2 separate regions of the Mus musculus genome follow, and region 2 is linked to region 1. The links are chromatin contacts, called in public Hi-C maps. All regions are on one chromosome and are shown on one strand. Each heading gives the region's core, a stretch centred on a gene start, on an enhancer-like site or on the middle of the called end of the contact. The rest is flanking DNA. Distances are from core to core; before and after follow the strand shown.

What was found. Hi-C and Micro-C count contacts between places; a contact is called where the count stands out from the background.
Region 2: a Hi-C map of cerebellum shows a contact between it and region 1, with 2.3 times the contacts expected there. The contact joins two enhancer-like sites. A contact is called at or near these places in 3 of 484 Hi-C or Micro-C datasets (cerebellar granule neurons, cerebellum and cerebral cortex) and 1 of 115 datasets of contacts at active chromatin or transcription factors (a beta-TC-6 cell line).

What each region holds. Positions count from the first base shown.
Region 1 is chr1:176,072,381-176,077,123 of GRCm38.p6, reverse strand. Pld5 (phospholipase D family, member 5) reads left to right here. Exons shown (of 10, transcript NM_176916.4): 4 at 2,599-2,710. Among named protein-coding and RNA genes, the nearest start is that of Gm46173, 130 kb to the left of the region's middle. Within about 2 kb of position 1,498, at least 30 of the 459 cell types and tissues checked have an H3K27ac peak or open chromatin away from gene starts, as enhancers often do. A contact at or near this core is called in cerebellum, where this site is marked.
Region 2 is chr1:176,678,758-176,683,477 of GRCm38.p6, reverse strand. No RefSeq gene overlaps it. Among named protein-coding and RNA genes, the nearest start is that of Gm26104, 19 kb to the left of the region's middle. Within about 2 kb of position 1,402, at least 8 of the 459 cell types and tissues checked have an H3K27ac peak or open chromatin away from gene starts, as enhancers often do. A contact at or near this core is called in cerebellum, where this site is marked.

The sequences.
Region 1 (4,743 bases), core at 249-2,748:
TTTCATTTATAAAGGAAATGTTCTTCCATATATCACTGGCAAGAGAGCTAACCCTGAAGACAACTCCTAGCATCTGAGTGACTCATCTCCTGTAGGCATAGCAAGGCTACCCAACCTGACCACACACTTCCTCTGATCATTTTGCCCTAAATGTCTTCCTTGTCTAAGGGCTCCAGCCTCATTTTTACTGTCTATGTTAAGATGTATAAAGGCCTTACTCATCCAGCCACATCAAGTCTCTTTTCTTCCTGGAGAATCTGTCTTAGCTACTTTTCTGTTGGCTGTGACAAAATACCCCAACAAAATTAAATTAAGAAAGGGTTCATTTTGGCTCATAGCTCCAGGATATGGTACATGACAACAGGGATGTCACAGTGGCAGGAAACTGAGCCAGCTGCTCATGTTGGTAGCATCCACATCAGGAAGCAGAGAAAGATGAATGCTAATATTCAGCTCACTTTTCTCCCTTTTGTTAATCCCAGGACCCTAACTCCCAGAATAGGAGTTACTCCCAGTTCTGGTCTTTGTTTTAAATTGCACAAAAGAATGCAAGGGGAGTAAGCTCAAGGTATAGAGCCATGAATGAAGACAGTACAGGTGGTAGCTTATATTTTATTTGTGCCAAATATGTTTTGTTAACTAAAATTTAAAAAATAAAGGAACTTTAAAAATACTATCTACGGGATATTGCCAAGCACAAAAAGGTATTTTTGTGTGTGTGAAAAAGGAAACTGCAACCAATTTGTGTGAATAAATATTGACCAGGCTGAGGGGTGGGATAGCAATCTGCCCCATGCAGACAGAACCTACCCTTCATCAGTATGTGGCAGGCACAGCATAGGGCCAAAGTTGACCAGGAAGAGTTGCTTATGTAGAACAGAAAAAGCTATAGGCCTCACAATGTGGGTTCAGCCTCATGTATTGTGTATGAAGCCTCATCTCCCTATGCCCTCACTTAAAATTCACACTCCAAGTGGGGGATGGAGAGGGGGCTCAGTGATTAAGACCACTTGTGCTCTTCCAGAGGACACATGTTCAGTTCCCAGCACACATGTCCCACAGCCCACAACCACCTGTAGTTCCAGCTCCAGGGCATCTGGTATCTGTGTCTGGACTCCACCAACCTCTGCATACATGGAACACATTGGCTCACACTCACACAGACAAACACAAAGAAACACACACACACACACACACACACACACAATAAATTATAAGGGGGAAAAAAGCTCACATACCAAGACAGCAAACAAGGAGCCAGGGGTCTCCCTCCCCAACTTTCTCATTAGGCCTTTACTAAAAGGTGTTTGAATCTGTTAATTACACCCCTACACATACACTGTTTGTTAAGGGTGAAGTTACCCTAGGCTCTGGGATACTGAGAACTTTGAGAGTCTGGGGTAAGTGTCACAACCTTAACCTCTACTAACAGGCTGCAAGGCAGAGGGTGTCCTCCAGTACCCACAGGATATGAAACTTTGGCTGCTGGCCAGCTCTGGGCTAGAGCACACTGCTGGGTGACTGTGCCAGACACCTTTTTTTTGCTGTCAGCTGTCACACCAGCTCCTTGGAGTATTAGACTTTTAATCTTTGATCTTTCTTCTCCACCAGGAGGTTTTTCAGGAACCACTGCTTAGATCCTCATTTGAATCCTCATTTGCATGCTCGTTTGCATGCTCATTTGAATCCTCATTTGCATCTTCATTTGCTTCATCAACTCCTCCCAGTCACCAAATCCTTTAAAAATAATCATTACCAACCACAGATTTTTATCAAGATAAGCTTAATGGTGCACTTGGGGCCCATTAAGACCTAAGCCTTATTATCTGGCTGGCTCTTCTGAAGGTATTTGTGTTTGAGGTCCATACAAACATGGAACGTCAGTAACAATAGACCAGTTCCTATTTAAGATAAGAACTGTCTATCTAAACATAGAGGGGAAACAAATACTATAATATTGCAGTCTCAGACCTGGAGATAAAATCATACCTGGGTCCACATCACTCAGTCTACCGGAAATAAATCTTATCAAGATTACATGCTTGTAAGCAAAGCCTGCATTTTACATTTCTACTTATTTTTATACAGAACATTTGTTCTGTTCTCTAAAATAGGTTTTAAATGAGACGAAGTAAATTGTAAATGCCCACAGTAGTTTCAAGGATTCCTGTTGACATTATAGAAACCTTTCAAAGTTAAGTATAGTCTGTATTTACAAAGGAAGGAGCCAGAGATCTGTGAGATTACAAAGCACAATTTGTAAATGAGAAGAACACTTGGTCTTCCGTGCCAAATGCAATGACTGAATATTTTTCACTGTCTCTTTAAAAGCAAAAGGGAAGTAAATTTGTATTGTGTTATCAAAATTCTTGCACATTGCTGGATTGCACAGGGCTCGAAAACAAGAGTGCCTTCTACGTTTGTGTTTCTATTCTAGTCGTGAAACCCAGGGAATTTCACACATCTGTGAATATCTGTCATGGAAGCACTTGCCTTTTACAAACCGAATACATAAAGTTTAAAAAGCTTATTTATACCAACTCCAAATGGCAAACATTTAGGTTTCTCTCTTCCTTTGTCTCTGAATATTTTTCCCAGGGTCAACGTCTCTTTGAGAAGTTGCTCCAGCTGACGTCGCAAAACATCGAAGTCAAGCTGGTGAGCGACGTGACCGCAGATTCAAAGGTATTAGAAGCCTTGAAGTTAAAGGGTAAGGCCAAGGTTGATGCTACTTTACCATGGACATTCTGTGACAATTCCTTGAATTTCAAGTGAAAATGATGTCATTTCTCTCATCAGTACATTCCACTTAATATGTTCCTTAGTTCTCCTTGGACAAACAAAAAACAACAACAATAAAAAAAAAAAAAAAGCCTGATTAAAGCCCCTGAGAGAATTAATTAACCAGTGCTACTGGGTGTGTAGAACAGTGTTTTGTATATCAGTTTATAAGAGATAATCCACTATCCCTTAAATGATATTTCGTTACCGAAGCAGTCCTTCGACACACATCAATAATTTGATCTGAAGAAAAAGAAGGAAAGAGCCACTTCCAGGGAATCAAGTGCTAGTTCCTGTTTCTCTCTCTCCCAGTCCACTGGAAATCCTCTTTGTGTTATGCAGTCCTCACTGCAGTTGGGTCTGGAGACCTTTGAAGCCTGTGGTTTCTGACTTCAGGACAATCCCACAGAAAACGACCTCGGCCACATTGAGCTTCATCCTGGAATCTTTTCCTGGAATCTTCTCTAGCTGGACTCTCAATTCCAAATATTTTTAGATATTTTGTTTAAGAAAAAAATCATTTATACAGCATTTCCTATGCAAACTGCTAATCTGTGGGAAAGATGGACGCATGAAAACCAGTAAGCATGCACAGGCTGCAGGAAGATAAGCAGGTGCTATCCACAGTGAGTCTTCATGCTTTACCTGGTGGCGGAGGACCTCGGGTGGCTGCTGTTAGAACATAGTACGCATGCTTTTTTGTCGCTGTCCCTACATCCTGACATGATAGCAGTTTCTTTTTTTTTTTTTTTTTCTTTTTTTTTTTATTAGGTATTTAGCTCATTTACATTTCCAATGCTATACCAAAAGTCCCCCTTACCCACCCACCCCCACTCCCCTACCCACCCACTCCCCCCCTTTGGCCCTGGCGTTCCCCTGTACCGGGGCACACAAAGTCTGCGTGTCCAATGGGCCTCTCTTTCCAGTGATGGCCGACTAGGCCATCTTTTGATACATATGCAGCTAGAGTCAAGAGCTCAGGGGTACTGGTTAGTTCAATGATAGCAGTTTCTAAACCTAGGACAGATCGACACAATTAAGTGAGCCCAAGTGGCATCAGACGCGTTGAAACAGGGAAATAAAAATATCCATCACTTCCTTGTGATGGCTAGACTGATAATCATCCTTATATAGTCAGTCTGCCTTACATCGCTGTAACAAAATATCCCAAACGAACTTAGTAAGGACACGTTTTACTTTGACAGATCACTGTTTTGTCATTGAGTCTATTGTCACTTGTCCCTGTTGCCTGGGCCTTTGGTAAAGAGTTCAGAGTGGGAGGAAGCTTGTGGGAGAGGAGCCTGTGCAGCTTGAGGCAGCTACAAAGCATATCAAAACAACAGAGAGGAACCAAGGTGCTGATCGCCCCTTCAAGGGAAAGATTTCAGGATGTAGCTACCTTCCTCTAGGCCTTTAGGCCACATAAAGGCTCCACCACCTTTCCATATAGCAGCACAGGCTGAAGACAAAGCCTTTCTGACATGAGGCTTTGAGGAACATTTATCACAAAACCTATCCCATGTTATTATGGCCAATGTTAGCATCTTGTTTCATCTTGTTTTCGTCTTTTTAGATAGAACCTCACTATAGAGCCCTGGCTGTCCTAGGACTCATTATGTAGACCAAAATAACCTCAAATTTGTCGTGCTCCTGCCTCTGTCTCCAGAATGCTGAGATTCCAGACATGAGCAAGTACACCCACACTTGTTTAAGTTGTTTTTCCCTCTGTGTGTACAGAAGTTTAAATATGTACAAGATATTGCTGAATCTCAAAAATTTTAATTATCCTTTTTTTCAACCAGCTAAACTGTTTTAAAACTAGTCAATACCCAGTCCATTCAGTGTGGCTCTGAAATGTGTTGTTACTTTTCTTATTTGAAAATGTCAAATTGAGTCCCTGCCATCAGAACATTTCCTATCTAACATACACTTTTTAGGAAGGGATTCACTTTGGTTAACTGG
Region 2 (4,720 bases), core at 153-2,652, 610 kb before region 1:
CCTTGCAACACCACCACCAAACAACCCGTTCCTCTGGCCTGGAGAGCAGGGAAGATGTCACAGACACATCTGCGGTTCTCTTCTTCCAAGGACTTTGGCACTGGAGCTTGTGACAGACAAAGCCGCTGGAGGCAGCCATGCTGCTGGCAGCTGAACAACTCCACACTGGTTCATTCCCGAGGCAGTGACTGAGACCTGGGCTGCTGTCATTGTCGACAGGGTGGCATGAGACAAATGGCACAAATGCAAAAGAGCAGCCCCAGCTCATATCGGGGTTACTATGTATATTTAATAGCATAACTTCTTGCTGAGAAAAAGTGGGTGTTCTTATCTATTAAGTGCTAAGGAAATGCCCCCTTATCACTAAAGCAGGGGGCAGAGCTGGAGGGCAGCTAAGGGGTAGAGCTCCTGCTCAGCTAGGGCTGGGCAAGCAAACCTGAGCTGCTTACCTGCTTTAACTGGCACAGTGGCTCTTTAGAGGCAGAAGTGAGTGGGCCAGAGATCAAGAGCCATACAATGAGACCCTGACTCAAAGAAACAAATGAACAAATAAACAAGCAGGCAGGGATCATAAAGGCTGAGCAGGAGAGAGCGAGGAGGGAAGAGCTAGCTGGGTCACAAGGTAAATGACTGGGGCCCTTTTTGCTTTTTCCAGGTAGGTTGGAAGAAGCTCCTTGGGTGGTGGGCTTTGGCCCTGTTTGTGTTTCTTGGTGTTTGGCAGCAGTGAATGAAGGTGGCAATGGACAGGTGCGGACAGCAGAGGTTTGTGTCTGTTAGTAGCATTCTTGTGTAGGCTTCAGCTACGAGAGCCCTATGCGTGTCATAGCTCATGCGTCTTAGTTGAAAGTGGAGATTCCTCAACTCTTGGCTGGGTGGCCTAGGTACTGGGGTTCCCCAGCCATTGACAGAAGTCAATGTTAGCTCTTGGTCTGGCTTAGGAGAGCGTTGCCTTTCTTAACACTGGTGACATGAAGGCTCTTGTCCCTAAGACCTGTGGCCCTCGACACTTGACATCCCCCGGGAATTCTGAAAACTCTTGAAGCCTCTTTGCCGTCAGCTCTTCAGCCTTTTCTTTACATCTCTCTACTTCCCCGAACCTTTCTCCTTCCAAGGCTGTTCTCAAGCTGTTCGGCTAACTTCCTCTTCAACTGTGAAGCCGCCGACTATCTGGCCACGTTCACAGTTTGGCCTGCCAACTGCTCAGCTGTCACTGCCAACTGCTGCTCCTTTGACTCTGCCGTCACCTCCACGCTGTATCTCTGTTGCTTCTTTTCTGTGTTACTAATTGAGTTCACAGCACTGAAAGAAACCAAGAGATCCCTGGAGCAAGCCTTATGGGGCTTCATGTTGCCACACCCAGAGAGGCAGCTCAGGAGTGCGCTTCCCACGTGACTCACTGAGTATCCTGCTTGCAGGCAGACAAGAGCTGTCTGGTCCAATCACTGCCTTGCCTCTTGAACACCAATCATAGTCACAGATGTTTACATTTGGACCAATTACTGCTTTTCTCAGCAATCCTTCTGCTGGGCAACAAGGGAAGTGCTCCTTGTCCAGGCATAGGTAAAAAGAGTTCCAAGGTCTAGAGTTCTCAGAAGCTGGTGGTAACTACAAGGAGGCTGGTGCGAATTGTTTTTAAGTAGCCCTGGCTTAGACTGTACCTTCTGAAGCTGGGGCAAGCTGCTTCAATACCGCAGTTTTCAAAACGGGTCTGTAGAAAGCCCCACCCGGTTGTGTTTCTACAGAGATTGGCTGGCCAGCTGCTTGAGTGACAATCTTTTTGCTCAAGGCTTCTTGGAGGAGCGTGGGGAGTGTAACAGCTACTAATTAGGGGATTGACTTGCTTCGTTCTCACCTATCTCTACTTATGTTCAAGAAAATGGACACAGGAATCTTTATAGTATAACTTTAAAGAACTTAGCATTAACACTAACAGTGATTTGGATAGTGCTTAATGCTTATCCAGGGGTCCGGAGGAAAAGAGGGTCCTTCTCTGTCTCAGTCAGAGTTGGGGTGTATGCCCGTGGACTGCTGGTGGCAAGACATGACTGGCACAGAAATTCAGGTAATACAGATAAACCAATAATGGTGCACTAACTAACACATGGATAGTGGGGTTTTAGGGGCAGAGGTAGCACATGTACCTTTGAGAGTCAATAAAGCCTTATGTACATGCTATAAGGAATCTATACAGTTATGAAAATATGCATACCCATGCTCTCTGACCAGCCTTCTCAAATCTGCTTCCGAGAAGGCCACTTCAGTGTGACTCTTCCATGGCGTTCTACAGCATAGAAAGAATGATGTCCAGACCTTGGATTGAACATGAAGCCTTTCACACAATTCCACCAGCTTCTACCTTTCTGAAAATATTAATCTATTACCTTGGTCTTTACAACTTTGTTATCATCACTATGGCCTGAACATTCTCTGAGATATGATTCCTGCTTCTGACTGGTTCCTCCCAGACAGCTCTACTCTCCATGCTGTGGAAGCTGATACTGTAGCATCACCACAGCTCCGCTCACTGTTCTCCTGTTTGTCAGGGGTGTGACCTCTGACAACCTCTGATTCCACTGATGTCTCTCCTCTTTGGGACGGTAAAACAGAGCAAGCACAGCCTTGCTTAGGTGTAGCTGTCTGTATTTGCAAGCCTGTCTAGCTGCTGACACAGACAGACAGACATGCAGGAACATTAAGTGCAAAGCTTTCACTCTTTCTTTTTTTTTAATTTATTTTTATTACATATTTTCTTCAAATACATTTCCAATGCTATCCCAAAAGTCCCCCATACCCTCCCCCCCACTTCCCTACCCACCCATTCCCATTTTTTGGCCCTGGCGTTCCCCTGCACTGGGGTATATAAAGTTTGCGTGTCCAATGGGCCTCTCTTTCCAGTGATGGCCGACTAGGCCATCTTTTGATACATATGCAGCTAGAGTCAAGAGCTCCGGGGTACTGGTTAGTTCGCTTTCACTCTTTCTAAGAATAAGCCCAATACTATCCTAGAAAACCCATCAGTGTGTATGATTATTCATTTCTTCCTGGGGATAAGCAACTACCATAAACTTGGTGACTTCAAACACTGCTTTGTTCTTCTGAAGTTTTTTTTTTTTTTTTTTTTTTTTTTTTTTTTTTATAGTTCAGAAATTTGGGGACTGCATGGCTGGATTCTCTGCCTGGGAATCTCACAGGGCTAAAAATCAAGTAGAAGTCACTGTTGCCCCATGTCTCCCCTCAAGTCCACTGCTTTGGGAGATTCAGTTCCTGGGGTTGTAAGAATAAAATTCCCATATTCTTGTCATCTGTTGGGGTGCATGCATTTCTATTTATCTGTCTGACTCTGTGTGTGCATGTGTGTGTGTGCGCGCACACACACACACGCACACACACACACACACACACATTTAGCTCCTAAACTGTGGATGGATGAGCATTCATGACATGAACATGGTCACGCCAAAGATACCAATGCCTCAGACTCATAGGAGTGGCCAGGCTCAGGTGAATGGCAAAGACTTCTGGCTCAATATTGATGTTTATAATTGGTTGATCTTTAGCTAAAAGGAGTATATGCAAAAAGTACAGAAGCCATCTTCTTTGTCAGGAATTACTGCATGACCACACTTGCCTGAGACTTCTTCCCTACTGTCTTAGTCAGGGTTTCTATTGCTGCACAAACATCATGGCCAAGAAGCAAGTTGGGGAGGAAAGGGTTTATTCAGCTTACACTTCAATACTGCTGTTCATCACCAAGGAAGTCAGGACTGGAACTCAAGCAGGTCAGGAAGCAGGAGCTGATGCAGAGTCATGGAGGGATGTTCTTTACTGGCTTGCTTCCCCTGGCTTGCTCAGCCTGCTCTCTTATACAACCAAGACTACCAGCCCAGAGATGGTCCCACCCACAAGGGGCCCTCCCCCTTGATCACTAATTGAGAAGATGCCTTACAGTTGGATCTCATGGAGGCATTTCCCCAACTGAAGCTCCTTTCTCTGTGGTAACTCCAGCCTGTGTCAAGTTGACACAAAACTAGCCAGTACACCTACTGATACCTCACACTAAAACCTCCTTCCAAGTGTATCTAGCTCCTAGCCCACTTCCACATTCATGATATATATATATATATATATATATATATATATATATATATATATAATAAACTTGCTGCTGGTGCATCTCCATTCACATACATGGCTTACTTGCTCCCAGCTTTATTTTACATGTATCTTTTTCTTAGTCTCCCATCCTTCGCAGTCAAATCTCTAGGACCCAGCCACTTGGGCTGAAGCACTGAACTGGGTTCTTGTCATAGGGTCTCTTCATGGAATCTCCTTTATGTGTTGTGTTTCTAACTTGCCCAGTCTCTGATCCAGAATTGAAGGGTGAGAAGGTTATTCTGAGTACACCAAGGGCATCTCTCTTTTGCTATATGCTTGACCCTAACTTCATCCTGGGATTCATTCATGGCCCACCCACACTTAGAGGGGTTTGGTGTAAGCGTGAGAGACATCAGGGGCATCTTTGAATCATGATTACTACATGTATTTAATCAACAGTGAACTTGGTGGCTATAGGCAATTTTAATTCACTTCTTAAATTGTATTTATAATTTCTTATGCTCTGATGTGAGTCCCCCTTTCTTAGAAGAGGACCTATCATTTTCATAAGATTCTTTAAGAGCTGTGAGATTGTTGGCCCAGCACAGAAATCCAAACCCAGAGA